4 separate regions of the Mus musculus genome follow, and regions 1, 2 and 3 are each linked to region 4. Evidence: chromatin contacts called from public ChIA-PET and HiChIP or PLAC-seq data. All regions are on one chromosome and are shown on one strand. The core of a region is the stretch at or near the end of the contact, and the rest is flanking DNA. Distances in the headings are between cores, read along the strand shown.

What was found. ChIA-PET counts read pairs in DNA pulled down with a chosen protein or histone mark. HiChIP or PLAC-seq counts read pairs in DNA pulled down with a chosen protein or histone mark.
Region 1: a contact with region 4 is called in a FOXA1 HiChIP or PLAC-seq map of pancreatic cancer cells. The contact joins the enhancer-like site here to the promoter of Nfkbie in region 4. A contact is called at or near these places in 5 of 39 promoter capture datasets (the SN4741 cell line, cranial neural crest, liver and 1 more) and 2 of 115 datasets of contacts at active chromatin or transcription factors (bone marrow-derived dendritic cells and pancreatic cancer cells).
Region 2: a contact with region 4 is called in an RNA polymerase II ChIA-PET map of memory CD8 T cells, with 10 read pairs. The contact joins the promoter of Abcc10 here to the promoter of Nfkbie in region 4. A contact is called at or near these places in 8 of 39 promoter capture datasets (the HPC-7 cell line, cranial neural crest, fetal liver and 4 more), 1 of 484 Hi-C or Micro-C datasets (B cells) and 3 of 115 datasets of contacts at active chromatin or transcription factors (large pre-B cells, memory CD8 T cells and pancreatic cancer cells).
Region 3: a FOXA1 HiChIP or PLAC-seq map of pancreatic cancer cells shows a contact between it and region 4. The contact joins the promoter of Dlk2 here to the promoter of Nfkbie in region 4. A contact is called at or near these places in 2 of 39 promoter capture datasets (the 3T3-L1 cell line and liver) and 3 of 115 datasets of contacts at active chromatin or transcription factors (bone marrow-derived macrophages, large pre-B cells and pancreatic cancer cells).

What each region holds. Positions count from the first base shown.
Region 1 is chr17:46,068,537-46,073,222 of GRCm38.p6, forward strand. No RefSeq gene overlaps it. Among named protein-coding and RNA genes, the nearest start is that of Vegfa, 39 kb to the left of the region's middle. Within about 2 kb of position 1,560, at least 47 of the 459 cell types and tissues checked have an H3K27ac peak or open chromatin away from gene starts, as enhancers often do. A contact at or near this core is called in pancreatic cancer cells, where this site is marked.
Region 2 is chr17:46,325,741-46,330,753 of GRCm38.p6, forward strand. It overlaps Abcc10 (ATP-binding cassette, sub-family C (CFTR/MRP), member 10), which reads right to left and starts at 2,283. Exons shown (of 21, transcript NM_170680.2): 1 at 2,032-2,283. The coding sequence starts at 2,192.
Region 3 is chr17:46,295,020-46,299,410 of GRCm38.p6, forward strand. Dlk2 (delta like non-canonical Notch ligand 2) reads left to right here and starts at 2,909. Exons shown (of 6, transcript NM_001286013.1): 1 at 2,909-3,059; 2 at 3,549-3,679; 3 at 3,929-3,992. The coding sequence starts at 3,604. Gm41588 (a long non-coding RNA gene) reads left to right here and starts at 3,999. Exons shown (of 2, transcript XR_876844.1): 1 at 3,999-4,340.
Region 4 is chr17:45,552,591-45,557,142 of GRCm38.p6, forward strand. Nfkbie (nuclear factor of kappa light polypeptide gene enhancer in B cells inhibitor, epsilon) reads left to right here and starts at 3,110. Exons shown (of 6, transcript NM_008690.4): 1 at 3,110-3,724. The coding sequence starts at 3,351.

The sequences.
Region 1 (4,686 bases), core at 310-2,809, 510 kb after region 4:
ACTAGGCTGGCCTCTAACTCAGAAATCCGCCTGCCTCTGCCCCCCAAGTGCTGGGATTAAAGGCGTGCCCCACCACTGCCCAGCTCTTTTTATATTTTTAACTTGTTTTCTTAATGGTTACCCTGGAGTTTCAATTACCCTAATTTGTAACAAGTTTGTTTTCATAATATCAGTTTAGCTTCAACTGCATACTCATACTCTCTTCCTCCACTTATCTATCCCTCCCCTTTTACTTTCTTATGTTTACAGATTACATCTTTTGATATTTTATTCCCCCATTCGTGGTTTGTAATACTATCTGAGACAGTTGCCTTTTAGATCAAAGAACCATCTGACTACTGGGGAAAGTTTCAAAGGTAGAGGACCTAGAGAGTTAACTCAGTAATTAAAAGCACGCACTGGCTACTCTTCTAAAGCACCTGTGCTCAGTTCCCAGCAGTTTCAGGGGATCTGACACTCTCTTCTGACCACTGAGGGCGCCAGGCACAGATGTGGTGCACATAAACACACACAGGTAAAATATTCATACATATAAGATCAAAAAAATAATTAAAAATAAAAAGTAGCCAGACAGTGGTGGCACATACCTTTAGTCCCAGCACTTGGAGGCAGAGGTAGGCAGATTTCTGAGTTCAAGTCCAGCCTGGTCTAAAGAGCTAGTTTCAGGAACATCCAGGGCTTCACAGAGAAATCCTGTGTTGAAAAAAATAAACAAAAATAAACAAAAATAAAAGTAAATTAAAAAAAAAGGTATTTCTTTGGTAGAAGGGCACAGAGGGAAGTATCTGGGGAGGAGGGGCACCCCAGAGACACCTCCAGAACAGCAAACCCTGGGATTGGAATTGTGTTTTGAAGACTGAAAAATTACCTTGTAAATCTACAGGAAAAGATGTCAAAATGTTTCATTTAGGGGGGGAAAAAAAGCAAGTTACCAAGAAGCATGGTGACCCTAATTTTTGTGACTATGCGTGTATTTACATGTATTTAAAGGCGTATGAGTATCCACGCACAGAAGCCCGTTCACAGCTATAATAGTGGCGCTCTGCCGGTTGTCTCCAGCTGTTGAAGCGATGGGAGGAGGGAACCTTGTCCCGTCATTCCCTAGTGCATGCTATACTGTTTGTCCTGTTTACAATGAACACACATCACTTTTGTAACCCCGGGAAAGGGACTCATACTGGGGTTTTGTTTGTTTGTTTGTTTTGTGTTTTGTCCCCCACCCCACCCCGAGGGGTCAAAGGGATGAGGAGGCACTCACTGTGCTGATGGATGCCTGGGAGGCAGAGGGAACAGCTCGGGCAAATGCCAGACACAAAAACACTCCCTGGTACAGGAAAAGCAGCCCCGGGGCTGCCTAGAAAGCCCTGGAGCTGCTGGGAAACAGGTGTTTCCAGGGACCCCTTTATCCAGGCCTTTCCCAAAAAAAGAGTCCCTGCTTGGCATAAGGGCAGGAGAGCAATACTGATTTACAAGTTTTGCTTTATGTATGTGTTAAGCGAGTTAGTCACTGTGGGGAGAGAGAAAGCCCAGAGGCTGGGAGGCCTACAAGAGAGACTGTCGCAACAATTAAGAAAGAAAAGATGGAGCTGGAGGTGAGTCAAGGCTTAGGAGAGAGAAATAGAAATGGGAGATAAGGGGAGGCCAGACCCAAAGACTAGTTAGCCCAAGTCTGTTTGCACAAGGGTTCCTTGGCTTTGGCCCTGCCTGGCGTGTCAGTGGCCACGAGCCAGGTCAGGGGATGATCAGGCTGCAGATCACTGCGAGGTTGCTGCTGATTCATGATGATGAGCAGGAAAATCCCTCCCATCAGCAGAGTTCGGTCGGTCGTCCTTAGCAACTTGCAGAGCCCCCTGACTTCAGTCTCCCGGCATAGCAAATGCAGAGATGGCTCAATGGGTAAAGGCGCTTGCCTGCCCCAGGCTGACAACCTGAGTTTGACCCCCAGAACTCCCAGGATGGAAACAGAGAACCAACTCTTGAATTTTTCCCTCTGCCTTCTTACATGCATCACCATGACATTGTGTATGAATATACAACGACAATGACGATGACGACGATGTGATGGTGATGATGATGATGATGATATATTCAATTTCTGTTCCTTGTCTTAAAAATGAAGCAGCCAGAAGAGGGAACTCATCCAGAGCAAGACCCAAACACTAAGCCCGTTTCCCTATGCACACTGCACACAGCGAGTAGCTATTGCTCTTCCCAGAGAGCCAGTACAACTCTGTGCTTGCTTTTTGCTCTATGTAACCTCAGGCAGTCCACACAACCTGTGTCTTGGACTGCCTTTTGTTTTGTTTTGTTTTGTTTTGTTTTGGTTTGGTTTGGTTTGGTTTTTGTTTTTGTTTTTGTTTTTGTTTTTGTTTTTGTTTTTGTTTTTGTTTTCGAGACAGGGTTTCTCTGTGTAGCCCTGGCTGTCCTGGAACTCACTCTGTAGACCCTGTAGACCAGGCTGGCCTCGAACTCAGAAATTCGCCTGCCTCTGCCTCCCAAGTGCTGGGATTAAAGGCGTGCATCATCACGCCTGGCTTTGGGCTGTCTTCTTTAACACTGGGGGAACGGTACAGATGTTTTGTGTGTTTCTGGAAAGATAAAGACACGATCTGGGTAAAGAGCTCAGAAGAGGCCTGGTAGTGGTGATGCACGCCTTTACCTTGGCACTCAGGAGGCAGAAGCAGGTGGATCTCTGAGTCCAAGGCCAGCTTGGTATACAGAGTGAGTTCCAGGACAGCCAAGGCTACCTAGAGAAACCGTGTCTCAAAAAACAAAAACAAAAACAAAACCTAAAAAACAAAAAACAAAAAACAAAGCTCAGAAAAGACTCGAACATATAAGTGACCCATAAACACAGGTGTCCCAAAAGATCCTCTACAAAGCATTGTGGGAGTCCAGCTCCGCGTCTTAGCCAGGCGCTTGTCTTACTTCTCTGACATCTGCTCCTGGGTCCAGCCTTGAACTCTGCCTCACTGGTCTGGTCTGCCAGAGCTTCGGGCTATTTTCTATGACTACTCTTTCTGTCCACTATCATGCACCTTAGTGCTAATTTGTTTGCTCTGTCAGAGAGTCAGTTATCAAACATATCAGATCCTGCTCTGGACCATTGCTAAGGGCTAAAATGACAACAGAAATTATGGCCTGGGCCTTCCTTCAAGGAACTTCAGCTCCTTGAGTCCCTCCTGTGATGACTCACTAAAGACGCACTGAGCACTCCTCTAGGCCACACACAGGCGCTCTGTTTCTGGTTTCTGTTGCCTGCATTTGGATACAAAGAAATTATTCACCTCCAGGAGCTACTTAGTTTCCAATCTTTCTCTCATCCTTTCCTCCCAGGTAACTACCTTGTGCCCACAGTCTACACAGAGGCAGCAACCCAGACTGTAGAGAATTCTTCCCCGTCTCCCCTGGCTGAAGGCCTGGCACTGGTTCCCAGAGCCTACGTACACTGTGACTGAGCCAGGTCTTGTGGAGCAGATAATGAACAATCCCAAACCAAGCCCTGGGGACATCTCCACCCAATGGATCATTCCTTTTTTTTTTTCTTAATACTCTTTTCATCTTGATTTATTGTATATATGTGTGCACATGTATGAAAGCATTCGTGTCACAGCACATGGATGGAGATCAGAGGTTAATTTGCAGGAATCAGTTCTCTCCTCTACTGTGTGGGTTCCAGGAACTGAACCCAGGTCGTCAGGCTGGGTGGCAAGCCCCCTTCACCCACTGAGCCATCTCAGTGGCTCCCGAAAGGCGCCTCCTTTCCAGAAACATTTCTCTAAAGCCTCTAAAGCATCAGTGGGGGCTTGGGGGATGTGAATAAGATGAAGTCCCTACCCATGACATCTACACGGCATCATCCCATCCATCCAGCAGTGTTCTGAGCCATCTGGGAGACAGATGTGGAGCACATGAGGACATAAGTAGATCTCTGTTTTTATGACCCAGACCCTCAGGCTCATATTTGAGGATGCTAAGATAGATGTGGCTAGACTACGTCTGCCATTTACATTTGAGCTCAGTACCTACCCTCTCTGGGCTTCTGTTTGCTCTGACAGCTTTCTTGTCTGCCTGGCTGTGTGTATGTGAGGGTTGACACACCGAGAGTGCCATCTCAGGTGTTCTGGTTGTTCTACGTCAGCACCTAGACAGGTCGTCAACACACAGACAGTGCAGAATAGAGTGGTGGAGACCCAAGTCATCCTGGGAGCACGGAGAGGAGCGTCACAGTGCCAGGTGCCACTCAGCCAGAGAAAAAAGAGGGGTTGGACACAGATTCCCTCCCCACTTTATCTAGCCCTGCTTCTCTGGTACCCACTGGCCGCCCACAAGGAAAGTATCTCTCTAAGGGATAGCATAGGTGGGTAAAGGTAAAAACAAAAACAAACAAACAGAACCAGACCATGGTCTGAGGATGGAGCTCAGTGGGTTGAGCTCTTCCCTGGCAGTCAGAAAGCCCTGGGTTCGATCGCCAACATATAAACCAGGCATGGTGGACCACAACGTATGTAATCTCAGAAGTTGAGAGATGGAGGCAGGAGGTCCTCTGAGTTTCATGCTGTGGGATGTATGCACCACACGCATCATACACACACACACACACACACACACACACGCGCGCGCGGCAAATAAATAAAAAATAAATAGAATATAAAAACGTAAACCCCATCTCTCTTCATCAAAGAT
Region 2 (5,013 bases), core at 1,033-3,532, 770 kb after region 4:
CTAGCAGCCATGTCAGAAAGCTCACAACTGCCTACAACTCCAGCTCCAGAGGCTCCTCTATCCTCTTCTGAACTCCACAGGCATTTGTGGACACACACACACAATACACTTGAACAATGGAAACAGCCTTTAATCACAGCACTAGTGAGGCAGAAGCAAGTGGTCAGTTTGAACTCTGTGAGTTCAAGGTCAGCCTGGTCTACTTAGCAAGGTCTAGGCCAGCCAGTGCTATATAGTAAGATCCTGGGCGGGGAGGGGGGAACCCTCAAATATCTCAAATATAGGCTGGGTGTGGTGGAGTACACCTGTAACATCAGCAGTTGGGAGCTGGGTCAGGAGGGCCATAAACTCAAGCCAAATTTGGGCTATTTAATACCTCATCTCAACACCCTTCTCCCCTCAAAGAGAATCAAACACAGGGTCAGTCGTGACGGTACAGACTTGTCATCCCAGGACCAGGTAGGGTGGAGATGCAAAAGATTTCCAAGGCTACATAGCAAAGCTTTGTCTTACAAAAAAAAAAAAAATCAAAGAGAAAAAAGTTATAGCAGTGACTATCAGAATGCATTTCCAAGTTCACATAAAAGAAAACTGGGTTGGTAGAGATGTTCTTGCAGAGGATCTGAGGTCAGTTCCGAGCACCCATATGATAGCTCACTGTCCTCTGTAACACTAGTTCCAGGGCACCCAATGCCATCTTTTACCCGACATGCATGTAGCACATATGAATAATTGCTGTCGAACACTCTTATGCATAAAACTCTTCCAGTATTTTTAAAAAGAATGAAATTGGGGCTAGAGAGACAGCCGGGCAGTTAAGAGCACTGGCTGCTCTTACAGAGGACCAAGGGTTCAGTTCCCAGCACTCACATGGCAGCTCATGGCTGTCTGAAACTCCAATTCCAGGGGATCTGATGCCCTCCCCTCTGGCCTCCTCAGGCATTGCACCCAAGTGGTGCACAGTCATACAGTTGGGCAAAATCAATCAACCAACTGATCAAAAAAGCAGAGGGTGAGGCTGGAGCCATATTTCTTTAATCCCAGTACTTAGAAGGCAGGAGCAGGCAGATCTCCTTGAGTTCTAGGCCGGGCATACAGAATGACACCCTATTTCAACAACACAAAACAACTCAACTGAGTCTGTTAAGCTCTTTGCAGTCCTAAAAAATGTTTATCTATAAACTAGACACTTTAGTTCCTTTTGTTCCCTCTCATGTGGCCCAAGCTGAGATCCCTCTGCCTCTAGAAAAGCTTAGACTAGACCACCCCTTTTTTTTTTTTTTTTTTTTTTTGACAGGCGCTCTCTTATTAGCCCTGCCTGGCCTGGAACTCACTTTGTAGACCAGGCTGGCCTTGGACTCACAGGCATCCATCCACCTGCCTCTGTCTCCCAAGAGTTGGGATTAAAGGCTTCACATGCCTGACCTGAGCAGGCTTGCTGTGGGTGTCTGTACTAACCTCTTCTAGGCTTTTGCTTCATTCTGCAAAAGGGACAGAAGGACTTAACTTGGCCATCCAAGAACTAAATATAAAATCAAGGCGAGTGTAGCACCAACACCTCACAACACAAAGCCAAGTTAGTTCTAAGATTTTGATTTCGTTACTCTTCTTCCTACAGCTTCTCTCCAGCAGAGTCTACATGGGCTTTTAGCCTAGGGATAGCAGGGCTTGCTGGATGGAAGTGGCGTGCCACTGGCCCTATACAAGCATCCTTTTTTTTTTTTTTTTTTTTTTTTTTTGCTAAAACGTTTATCTAAGTTTGCCTCCAATTCATGGCAGCTCCACTAGGACATTTAAAACTCTGCAAGAGAGATGCATTGGCAACTTTAAGGATATGACAGGCGCCGCACTCGGTGTTTAAACGCCTTGTGTCATTGAACCCGCTCAAAACTGCGGAGACTCCGAGAAGGTAGGTGGCTTGCTCAACTGAGTGCGAACAGTCAGCTTTTATTCTGCTTCTGCCCTACAGAGACCTCGCAATCCCAGGGACATCTGGGAGCGATGTGAGTTGGTGCCTCGTTGCAGTCTCACCTTGGGGTGCCCAAGTGGCAGGCACTGAGGACGGCGAGGAGCGCGTGGGGAAGGGCGCTGAGCACCAGCTGGGTGAAGCAGTGGCCCGTCGTGTCCCCTTCCCACAGCGGGAGCGGCCGCGCCGCGTCCGTGCCACACAGCTGGGCCAGGAGCCCCTCCATAGACACCTCACCCGGGCGGAAGCCAAGAGTGACAAGGCTCGGGGACTGAGTCCCCCGCTGAATCCCCGCCCCCTAGGCGGGACCGCCCCTTGCTTCCGCTTCGAGCTAGAGCCCGCCCATTCTTGAGGTACTTCCGGGGCTGGAGAGGAAGTCGCTGTCCCCGGGGCAGGCCAGTTTCTAGATCCTGGTACTTACGTTCACCCTCCTGTCTCCCGCACTTGGAAACCTAAGCGCCTTTGAGCTGTTTTAATATCTCAAGTGTTTGTGGGTGAGAAAGGACGCGCTGCCAGGTCAGGGTGCTGCGCCACGATGCTAGGGCCCTCTAGAGGCAGGAAGACCTGTTAACGGGTGCTGTTCGCAGTTTTTGGTTATTTTCGCCCATGGGGGTAAGGATGCTCTAACGCGTGCCAGCCTCTGCGCGTGCGTACAGCTCTGCCTCGGGGAGCTGTCCCGGGAGCGCGATGGTGTTTGCGCACGTTTCTGTCTTTTGGCTTGCGCAGTGACCCACCCAGTCCTGTCCTTGTGCAAATTCATTAAGACCCTGGCACGTGGAGCGCTCGCTCTCGCTTACCTATTGCATACTAGTTGACAAATGCACAGCGTTTAAAGAGCTGGAAATCCAAACATGCCTGCCACGCTGAGGAATGCTTGAGGACAAAAGGCTATTCCTGTATCCTAAGGCTACAAGATCTTGAAAGTATCCAACTTACTTGAGCCTTGGTTTTTTGTTTTTTGTTTTTTTTTTTTTTGGCTTTTTTTTTTTTCGATTGAGATGATAATACCAACCCAAGTATTGTGAAATTTGTATAATTTAAAATGTTTATGTCAAGGCCTTAAAATGTTTATGTCTAAAGCTGTGGCTCAAAGATTAAGAAGAGTGCTTCCTGCTCTTGCACAGGACCTGGATTTGATTTCCAGCACCCGTGTAAGAAGGCTCCAGCTCCAGGGATCCAAGGCCTTCTTGGTCTCTGTAAGCACCTGCACACACATACATATAAACTTTAAAAAAAAAGTGTTCAGGTCACGTGCTTTGCTTAGTCATTCCTAAATATTTCAGAGTGATGGGAAGAACGGAAACTTTTGGTTATCCAGATAGATGTTGGTTCGGACCCTGACCCACCAATTTTAGCAGCGCGATGAGATTAGTTTCATTTTAGCTTTATGTTTGCAAGGTGTATATTGGTACTGACTTCATGAGAGTGTTCAGTGTTGTGGGAATAGTTTGGGTTTTTTTCCCCCCAAAATATTTGCCTTCAGAAACTGAAGACCTTGAAACCAAATTAAAGATTTGAGACATTTAAAATTATGTACCTGTCTTGTTTCCCTACTGTGTATTCAATCTGTTTAAATTTATTTAAAAATATTTCTAGAAGAAAGTCCTTATTCCTTTCACATGCCATGTTTTCTGATATATATATATCCCTTATTAATCATACACACAGTACACAGATAAATGACATATTAGACAACAGAGACAGAAGGTACAGGGAGAGAAATGAATTCAAAATCTTTTTTTTTGTTGTTTTTTGTTTTTCAAGACAGGGTTTCTCTGTGTAGCCCTGGCTGTCCTGGAACTCACTCTGTAGACCAGGCTAGCCTTGAACTCAGAAATTCGCCAGCCTCTGCTTCCCAAGTGCTGGGATTAAAGGCGTGCGCCACCACACCCGGCTGAGAATTCAAATTCTTATTCATGGCTTAAACCCCTCCAAGGGGAAGAACATTTTTCTTTATTGATGAGGCATGGATACACAATATCCACTCACATGAAGATCTCCCTGAAGAGAAGTACTTCCATAGGTAATTGTGAAGATTCCCCTTGGGTCTCAATAAAAAGCTCTACATTTATTTATTTATTTGGTTTTTTGAGACAGGGTTTCTCTGTGTAACCCTGGCTGTCCTGGAACTCACTCTGTAGACCAGGCTGGCCTCAAACTCAGAAATCTGCCTGCCTCTGCCTCCCAAGTGCTGGAATTAAAGGCGTGTGCCACCACACCCGGCCTACATTTATTTTCCTTTTTAAAAACTTAATTTGTTTTTAGCCAGGCCGTGGTGGCTCACACCTTTGATCCTAGCACATGGAACACAGAGACAGGTGGCTCTCTAAATTTGAGGCCAGCCAGGTCTATAGAGTGAGTTCTAGGACAATCAGAGCTACACAGAGAAACCCTGTCTCGAAAAATCAACCAACCAAACAAACAAAAACTCATTTGTTTTTATTTTATGCGTGTGTGTGTGTGTGTGTGTGTGTGTGTGTGTGTGTGTGTGTGTGTTGCTTGCATATATTTTATGTGTGTGTCTGTTCAACACATTGATGCATTACCTGCAGAGGCCAGAAGAGGGAATTGGATCTTCCGGGACTTTACTTACAGATAGTGGTAAGCTGCCATGTGGGTGCTGGGAACTAAACTCAGGTCCTCCCCAAGAGCAAACTGTTCTCAGCCAGTAAGCCATCTCTCTAACCCAAGCCAGGAGTCTCTTCCTCTCCCTCCTCCTCCTCCTCTCCCTCTTCTTCCTCTTCCTCTCCCTCCTCCTCCTCCTCTCCCTCCTCCTCCTCCTCCCCCTCTTCTTCCTCTTCCTCTCCCTCCTCCTCCTCCTCCCCCTCTTCTTCCTCTTCCTCTTCCTCCTCCTCCTCCTCCTCCTCTCCCTCCTCCTCCTCCTCCCCCTCTTCTTCCTCTTCCTCTCCCTCCTCCTCCTCCTCCCCCTCTTCTTCCTCTTCCTCTTCCTCCTCCTCCTCCTCTCCCTCCTCCTCCTCCTCCCCCCTCTTCTTCCTCTTCCTCTTCCTCCTCCTCCTCCTCTCCCTCCTCCTCCTCCTCCCCCCTCT
Region 3 (4,391 bases), core at 1,659-4,158, 740 kb after region 4:
TTAAAAGTCAGAATCTCACTGCGTAGCCCTCGCTGGTCTGAATCCCCTGCCAAGGGAGGTAGACCAGGCTGGCCTCGAGCTCACAGAAATCCACCCGCTTCTGCTTCCCAAGTGCTGGGATTAAAGGTGTGCACCACTGTGCCTGATCTTAGCACAGGCTTCTTTAGTTGATGTTGGAAGGATTCTAGGAGGACCAAGGGCAGCTCCCAAGACCTAGATGACAGAAGTTCACATGGGTCAGTGACATTACATTCTATTAGTCAAAGTGAGCCACAGAGGTCAGCCTAAATGTAAGGGACTCACCTGCTACTGAGGAGCAGCCAAGTCACTGGAAGGGGACAGGAAGTAATGTAGTGGCCATCCTTACAAACTACCTACCAGCCATGTCAGGGAACTGTGTCTGTCGCATGCACAGTCATCAAGAGCCTGAAACAGTTCCCAGGCCCCCAGAGAGGCAAAGAGTCAGTAAGACTTAGAGGCAAAGGAAGAGAGTGACAGCGAGCAAGCAGCTGAAATCTTCAGAGAACGAGGGGGAGGCAGGTGATGTGTCAACTGCAGACTCTGCACAAGCTTCAGAGTTGTATCAGTGAATTTTAATATATTCCATCAATGAACTGGGGCTGTTCCTTGCTCACGTCTTCAGCTCAGTCACTCAGCAGTGAAAGCGATGTGGCTCCACCAGCAGAGTGTTTGCCTTCTGTGTATGCAGATCTGGAATTGTCTCCAGCATTGGGAGGATGGGGGAGTGGGAATGAAGGTGCCATTTCTCAGGAATCTCTATTTCCAGTGCCTGGAATGGCATCTGTCACCTGGCACAAGCATGTATGTGCTCAACACCTATTTGTTGAATGAATTTATGACACAAAAAAGTAATATATATGAACTAATATAGAATCTTTACTTGCCTTGATTGATTTATTTCTTCCTTTCCTTTATTTCAAAAAGTATGAATATATGTATAAATATAAGTATTAGCCATATAAATAGTATATATTATATACTTCAGTTTTTAGAATGTTATGCATGTTCATTGTGAGAAAAACAGAGATGATACAAAGTATTAATGAGAAAAAAATCTTAGCCAGGTGTGGTAAATGCATAGCTGTAATTTTGACACTAAGGAGGGTCAGGAATTCAAAAGTTATCCTTAGCTACATGGTAAGTTCCAGACTTGCCTGGGCTACTTGAGACCTTGTTGAAAGAAAGGGAAGGAAAAACTCAATCACAGGCAAAGGTTCTATCATCTCATCAGCTGGAGAGCCATGACTCTATCATCTCATCACCCGGAGAGCCATGATTCTATCATCTCATCACCTGGAGAGCCACGACTCTATCATCTCATCACCCAGAGAGCCATGACTCTATCATCTCATCATCCGGAGAGTGCTGAGTCTATCATCTCATCACACAGACAGAGCTATTGCTAACATTGGGGTCCACTGTTTCTCTCCCTCACCTCCTCACTCTGTGTTTCTTACAGAGAGAGAGAGAGAGAGAGAGAGAGAGAGAGAGAGAGAGAGAGAGAGAGAACTTATGTAGACCAGGATGCTTTCATCTTGAAATCCTCATATTTTGGGATCCTTTAGACTTCAAAAAGGTGACTTACTAGTCATGTTGTGCTAGCATACCAGCCTTACATTTTCTACACGAATTGTTGATGCTCTGGGTTTGCAATTTTTGCTAAAAGAAAACAACAACCCAACTTAGAACAAAAGAAATGAACGCTAGAAGCCCACTCGGTGACTCAAACCCAGAGAGTGCCCCCCCTGGGGGGGGCAAGAGGAAGTCAGCTATTGAGCTGAGATTGGGCGTGGGTGTTGTCAGGTGTAGGCGGTGGGCACTGCCCTGTCCCTCGAGTCTCTGCAGCAAGAAGCCAGTCTGTGCAGTTAAGGAAGTCACCTTCCAACTTAAAGATAGGAAGTTCCATAGGAAGACCTAGAGACTGTGGGCAGCCTTCCCCTCTGCACAGTTACCCAACCAAACACCAAACACCAACAAATACACATATTGGGGTCTTTATCTTCTTTGGGTTTTTTTGACTCATTGGCTCTGAGGGGTAAAGAGACCTACAAGGGCAATTCTCCCCACCCTCTCTCAATACAAAACTCTCATTCCGAGATGTGGAGCTGTGAACGGATGTGGGGATGTTCAGTGGCAGGAACTTGTGGGGCAACACCAATAGGCAGTGTATGATCTAGGCAGGCTACCCAAAGGTGGGCTTGGAAAGGAACGGGCTGTGAAAACTGGGAGCAGATGGGAGGAAAGAACAGCGGGTACGCTGGGATGGTATTTATGTAGATATGGTCCATCCTGAAAGAGGTAGCGAAGAAAGAAAGAAGCCCACAGAGAGCAGGCGCTGACCTACGAAGCCAGTGACGAAGGCTCTGCAAGCCGGGGAGGCGTGGGCTGGTGACAGGAGGAAGGTGGCAGCAAGCATGGCTTCAGTGTGCTCGGGCTAAAACAGGAGAGCCGGGAAAGGCTAATGAAAATCACGATGCGCGGTAGACAGGGGCGTGCAGAGTCGGGCGTGGGTGAGGGGCAGAGTGGGGCGAGCGGTTGAGGTGGGGTGGGCAAGAAAATGGGAAGACAGCAGGGCGCGCACCTTCGGCCCGCGCTTTACGGTGTATGCCCAGTTCAGCTCCTTTGATTTTCTAATTTCGGAGGAAGAAAGCGAAGCAAGGGGGCTGGGGGCCGCGAAGGGAGGGGCGAAGAGCGCTGGGGGGTGCCAGGGCCGAGTGGCAGCGCGAGGTGTGGCCGTGCGCAGCGGGGGTGGGCGCGGGGCGCAGTCGGTGCGGGGCGGGCCGCGGCGGCGGGAGGGGAGAGGCGGGCTCCGCCGGCACACGCCGCCCCTGGCAGGGGGCCGAGCGCGCGCGAGGAGCCGCTGCCGCCGCTCGGGGTCGCCTGCAGCCCCAGATTCCCGAGTGCTCGGCTGGCATGGCAGCTACTTCGGTGCCGAGCCCCGCGGCCAGCTAGGGGCGGCCCCCCTCCCGCCCCCCGGCCCAGTCCGTCGGATCCGGTTTGACTCTGCGCCCCGGGGACGCGTCGCCTCCCAGCCGGAGGTGAGAAGCTAGGAGGACGCGGTCCCTCGGTGGGGACCTCAGGCCGAAGCGAGGCGGAGCGAGCGGGGTTGGGGGGCTGTGAGAGCCAGGCCTAGGTGGGTGGATGTCGGAGGACCCGGGAGGAGATCTCTTGCATCTAGGAACTGGGAGCCGCTCCTCCCCACGCCCCAGCCCCCACGTCCCGTCGCGCTCGCCTTTCCGCGCTTGTCCCCATCTCTATTGACCCCTCCACCTGGATCGCGATCGCAGCTCTGGCTGTTCCCGCGCGGTGGCCACGCTCGCTGCTGCCCATCCTTTGGCCTCTTTCCCGCAGACCTGGCTAGTGGGTTCCTGCCTCCAGTCCCTTCGCCTGCTCAACCCTTTCTCTCGCCCGCCCTTCCACTCCCCACCCGGGGAGTCCCTCTCCTTCTCCTGCTCCTGTCACTTGGAACCAGTATCAGTGCCGCTATCTCCGCGTCAAGCCGCTTCCCAGCCCGTGCCATCCCACAGGTGTCTACACGTCTGGCCGTTCATCCGTCCGTCCCTCCTGAGGCCGGAACTGACCATGCCCAGCGGCTGCCGCTGCCTAAATCTCGTGTGCCTGCTGTGCATCCTGGGGGCAACCAGCCAGCCTGCCAGAGGTGAGCCTGCCCCAGGGATTGGGTCCCGGCTCTCCTCAGCCGTCCTCGCTGGCACGTTGACCTCTGCTGGCTAGAGACGGCACTGCAACCGCTCCGTTCCATAGGGAGAGATCTATAAGTGCTCTCTTTGGAATGGGACGCTCGTCCGTGCCCATGAGTCCATCTGACTACTGAAACCTCTGCCAAGTCCCGCGCCTGGGAAGTCAGACTCGGACCCAGACTCACACCCACTACACCAATCTCTTTCAGCGGATGACTGCAGCTCCCACTGTGACCTGGCCCACGGCTGCTGCGCTCCTGACGGCTCCTGCAGGTACTTAAGCGGCACACGTGCCTCAAATCCTTTCCTCCCCACTTTTTGGTCCTTTACACCGAGAGCATGTCAAAAACCCGCAACAGTATCTAGGCGCTTAAGACCCTATTGTGTGTGTGTGTGTGTGTGTTTGTTTGTTTATACATAACAGGATGACCAGTCCCCTCCCCTCCCCTCCTCTCCTCTCCCCGTATCTCTTTTTGCTTCTTACTTTAAGAGCTTGAATAACCAACTCTTTATTCTCTCAAGGGCTTCTGTCCCTCAAGATGCCATAGAGTCATCTGAAGCTTGAGAGTTTAGGGACTGAGAGCCACAGTAAAGAGGAAACGGAAGAGAAGGGCTGCAGGGGTAGGGTAGCTCCAGGGGGAGGGAGGGCTGTAGGAAGAGGGGGCTGCAGGG
Region 4 (4,552 bases), core at 1,860-4,359:
TTTGTTTTTTTGTTTTTTTGGTTTTTTTTTTAACCCGTAGTTTATACATTTGCTCTAGATTTTGAGAATGGAAGGGGTGCATACAGGAGAGGACGTTGAAAAATTCTGAAGTCACATTAACCCCAAAGGAGCGTCTGTCTGTTCAGTTATTCTTTGTTTTGCTCAGCGTGTTGATTTGGGGGGGGAGTGTTTAGAACTAAGGATCAAAGCTAAAATACATTCACCGGGTAAGCAGCATCTATCCCTGAGCTACATTCCTAATGGCTGCCTCAGTTCCCTAGCTGTCCTGTCATGACTCCAGCCTGCCTTAAGCCCAGCACATCTTGCTAGTCCTCCAGGGGGACTTAGAGCAGTGAGCAATCGAGAGGATGCTCTTCTTTTTTAATTAATTAATTTTATATCCCAATTGTTGCCTCCCGCCAGGTCCTACCTCCACAGAGTCCTCCCCCATCCCCTTCTCCTCTGAGAGGGTTAGGCACATCCTCTCCCACTATTGGGAAATTGACTCCACAGACAGACAACAGCTTTAAGGACAGCCTCTGTTCCAGGTGTTGGGGGATGCACATGGAGACTGAGCTGTACAAATGCTACATATGTGCGGGGGAGGGCTCAGTCCAGCTCATGTATGCTCTTCGGTTGATGGTTCAGACTCTGAGAGCTCCCGAGGGTCCAGGTTAGTTGACTTTGGTCTTCCTGTGGGGTTGCCAATGCCTTGGGGGCCCTCACTCCTTCCTCCAACTCTTCTATAAGAGTCCCTGACCAGTCCAATGTTTGGCTGTGGGTGTCTGCTTCTGTCTGAGTCAGCTGCTGGGTGGAGCCTCTCAGAGGACAGTTATGCTAGGCTCCTGTCTGCAAGCATAACAGAGTGTCATTAATAGTGTTCGGGATTGGTGTTTGCCCATGGGATAGGTTTCAAATTGGGACAGTTATTGGTTGGTCATTCCCTCAGTCTCTGCTCCATCTTTGTCTCTACAATTCTTTTAGACAGGCCAAATTTTAGGTCGAAAGTTTTGCAGTTGGGTTGGTGTCCTGTTCCCTCCACTGGGGCTCCTGCCTGGCTCCAGGGGGTGGTCTCCTCAGGTTCCATGTCCTCACTGTTACACATCTTGGCTAAGGTCACAGCATTGACTCCTGGGAGGAGAGGAGGCTCTCCTCAACTCTTTCCCTCGCCATCTCCAGCTCAAGTTGAACCAACTCTGTCTCTTTCCCCACTGAATAAGTAGTTGGCCCTACTATGTGACAAACATTCTACATTGTGATTGCCAGAAACTTTCAAACATTTTATTTAAAGGAATTTTATTATTAAAGGAGTGGTGGTACACACCTTTAGTCCCATCACTCAGAAGACAGAGGCAGGTGGATCTCTGAGTTCGAGACCAGCCTGGTCTACAGAGTGATTCCAGGACAGCCAGAGCGCACAGAGAAACCCTGTCTTGACAAACTAAGGTAAATAAATAAGAGTTATTTATTTTTTATTTTTATTTTATGTGTATAAGTGTCTTGCCTGCATCTGTTCATATCTAGTGTCTGTGGAGGTCAGAAAAGGGCATCATATTAGATCTCAGATGGTTGTTAGCCCACCTGTGGATGTTGGGAATTGAACCTGGGTCATTTTCAAGAGTGGCTCCATATGTTTGCAAACGAGTGAATGGATGAAGAAAATAAGGTTTTTTTGGGGGGGGAGGCAGAAGAGAATGGCTCATAATAGCTATCTCTGCTAGCTCCCCCATCCCCCAGTACCAAGGATGCAATGAAGCTGTTCCTATGGTTGGCAATGGTCTTCTAAGGGCATTGCTAGCCCCAAGAAAAGAGCAGCAAGATGCTCCATCTCAGGGATCGCCTGTGGGTGGTGTTCTCTCAAACCCTAGTCATGTTGAAGAAAAGCAAGAAGGGAGGGGAAAGACTTCAGGGCTAGGGTGGAAACTTCAGTAGTGTCAGGGGCCTCCCCACCCTGGCTCCACTGTGAGGAACTAAACTTCTTTGACTGCTGGGGGCAGCCATCTCCTGTACCTACCAAAGGCCAGTGCACACCCTGCAAGGAAGAAGAAACCCCATGACCACCAAGGCTTGTGAGATAAGTCCTCCCTAGAAAACCCACTTCCCCAGATCACATCCTCCTGCCAAGTCTATCATCAGGGGAGTTGACCCAGAACTGTCTATGAAGGTTTCCCAGGGAAAAGCTGCTCCCCTGAAGATAATAGATGCACTCTCTCTTACCAATCCCCCTGAGCACTGATTGAAAATAAGTGAAAAGGCAAGAGAAGTTGAGAAAAAAATAGGCAGAGGATAGCAAGCAGAGCCACCATCACCACCCCTTCCCCATCTGTGCTGGCTAGTCAGGCAACTTGATGGGAGCCAGCGTCATCTGAAAAGAGGGAACCTCGGTTAAAATGCCTCCATAAGATCCAGCTGTAAGCCTCTTTCTTAATTAGTGACTGATGGGGAAGGCCCACCCCATCCCATTGTGCATGATGCCATCCCTGGGCTGGTATTCCTGGGTTCTATAAGAAAGCAGGCTGAGCAAGCCATGGGGAGCAAGCCAGTGTGCAAGACGCTCCCCATGGCCTCTGCATCAGCTTCTCCCTCCAGGATCATGTCCTGTTTCAGTTTTGTCCTGACTTCCTTTGATAATGGATTATGATCTTGAAGTATAAGCCGAATAAAACCTTCTCTCCCCAATTTGCTTTTTGGTCAGGGTATTTCATTGCAGCAATAGAAACGCTAAGACACCCCACCACCACCACCAACCTACACAAACTCCCCACAAAGTAGCCGGTTTATGCAGAAAAGTTTTTTAAAAATACACTTTTTAAACAATTGAATGAATAAATGAATGAAGACACCACGGAACTAAAAAGAAGGAACAAACAAATGCACGGAATTAGTGAATGAAATAAAAGGGAAGGGGAAGAATGAGTGAATGAATGAATGGGCGAAACAATCCACGCAGGAGTGAGTCAAGACTGGTAACCAGAGACTCCCTGCCTACGCAAGCAGCAAACAGGGGGATTCCGGAGGGGCGGGGCTCTACCCGGAAGCTCCTTTGAGGGCGGGGCTGTGGGCGTGGCAGTGGCTGCGGGCCACTTCTTGGGTCCGGGGGCGGGGCGACAGAGAAGACCTAACTAGGGACCGTTCAGCTGCCCAAAGCACCCGCTGCGGTGGACCTGGCCGGCGCCCTGGACCTCTCGCTTTTCTCATCCGCTCCCCGCGCCTGCACAGGCAGGTAATGAAGCCGCTCGGAGAGTGACTCTGGTTCTGTTAGGCGGTCACACAAACCCGGAAAAGCTCGCTTTTGCACACCTCAGAGTTAGATCCCGCTGGACCCTGGACCCCGGGCTGGCGCGGCCGGCATGTCGGATGCGCGGAAGGGGCCGGACGAGGCGGATGATAGCCAGTGTGACTCTGGCATAGAGTCGCTGCGCTCTCTACGCTCCCTGCCTGAACCTACTGCGGCCCCAGGCTCCGGATCATCCCAAAGCGGCTGCCCACAGCCTTGGAGACATGCTCCGGAGACCCACAAGGAACCAGAGAAAGAAGATGCGGATGGAGAGCGAGCGGACTCCACTTATGCCTCCTCCTCTCTCACTGAATCCTTCCCCTTACTGGAGAGACCCGAAGCCAAGGATCCAAGCCCTCCCGCCCCAGGATCGCCGCTGCCCCCCGCGGGGGTGCTGAGCCCTCAGCAACTCGAGGCGCTCACATACATCTCTGAGGATGGAGACACGTGAGTAAACTGGCTAGGCTGAGATAAGATGTTCAGTTAGAGCCCCCCTCCGAGCTGCAACTGGCTGGGCTACCACCACCACTTCATCACCCGAGAGGATAGACCCTCACAGCACCTGCCCTGGAAGGGCCAGCCTCCTTCTCCAAACTCCAAACTTAACTTGCAACTTGCTTTTAAGCTGTAGCCAGGTTCAGACCAAAAACCAGACATCATCACCTCTTTTGGGAGTGGACAGGATAGCAGTGCCCTTGTAACCTAGAACACCAGCCACAGTCTTGAAAATCTACTAGTGACCCACTCCTGGGAAGAGGAATTCCCCCGCAACCAATTCAGTTTTTGTTTTTCTTGTTGGGGGAAGGAATGTCCCTGTTTGCTCAATATTTGGGATACCAATGCCTAACTTCAGAACACCCTAACCAGAGGGGGGAAAAAAGACTACACCAGGATTACAGGTTGTCATCTGAGCTCAGGAAGCCTGGATTAACGGTGCTACCTGGATGCCCATTTGAAAGTGGTTCCAAAAGAGGGACTAGACTGAGAATTTTTGCCCCCAACAAACAGGATAGGCAGCTGGCTGCCCCAGCTCACTTCCTCCTCTGCTGAGAAAAGGGAAGTAATGGCTTGGCCTCAGCCTCCCCAACAGTTACCTCCTGAGCTCCCCAAATTCTTCTTGCTGTCCCATCTCTTGATCTCCCTTTTCTCCCTTAGGTCCAGCTGGAATCAGGTGCAGCTGGACTGTGAGGCTATCAAGTGTGTAGGTGTCAAGTGCAGAAGAGGTGACTGGGCTTTGTGGGTGTTAGAGCAGGGGCAGCTGGAGTGCTAGCTAGA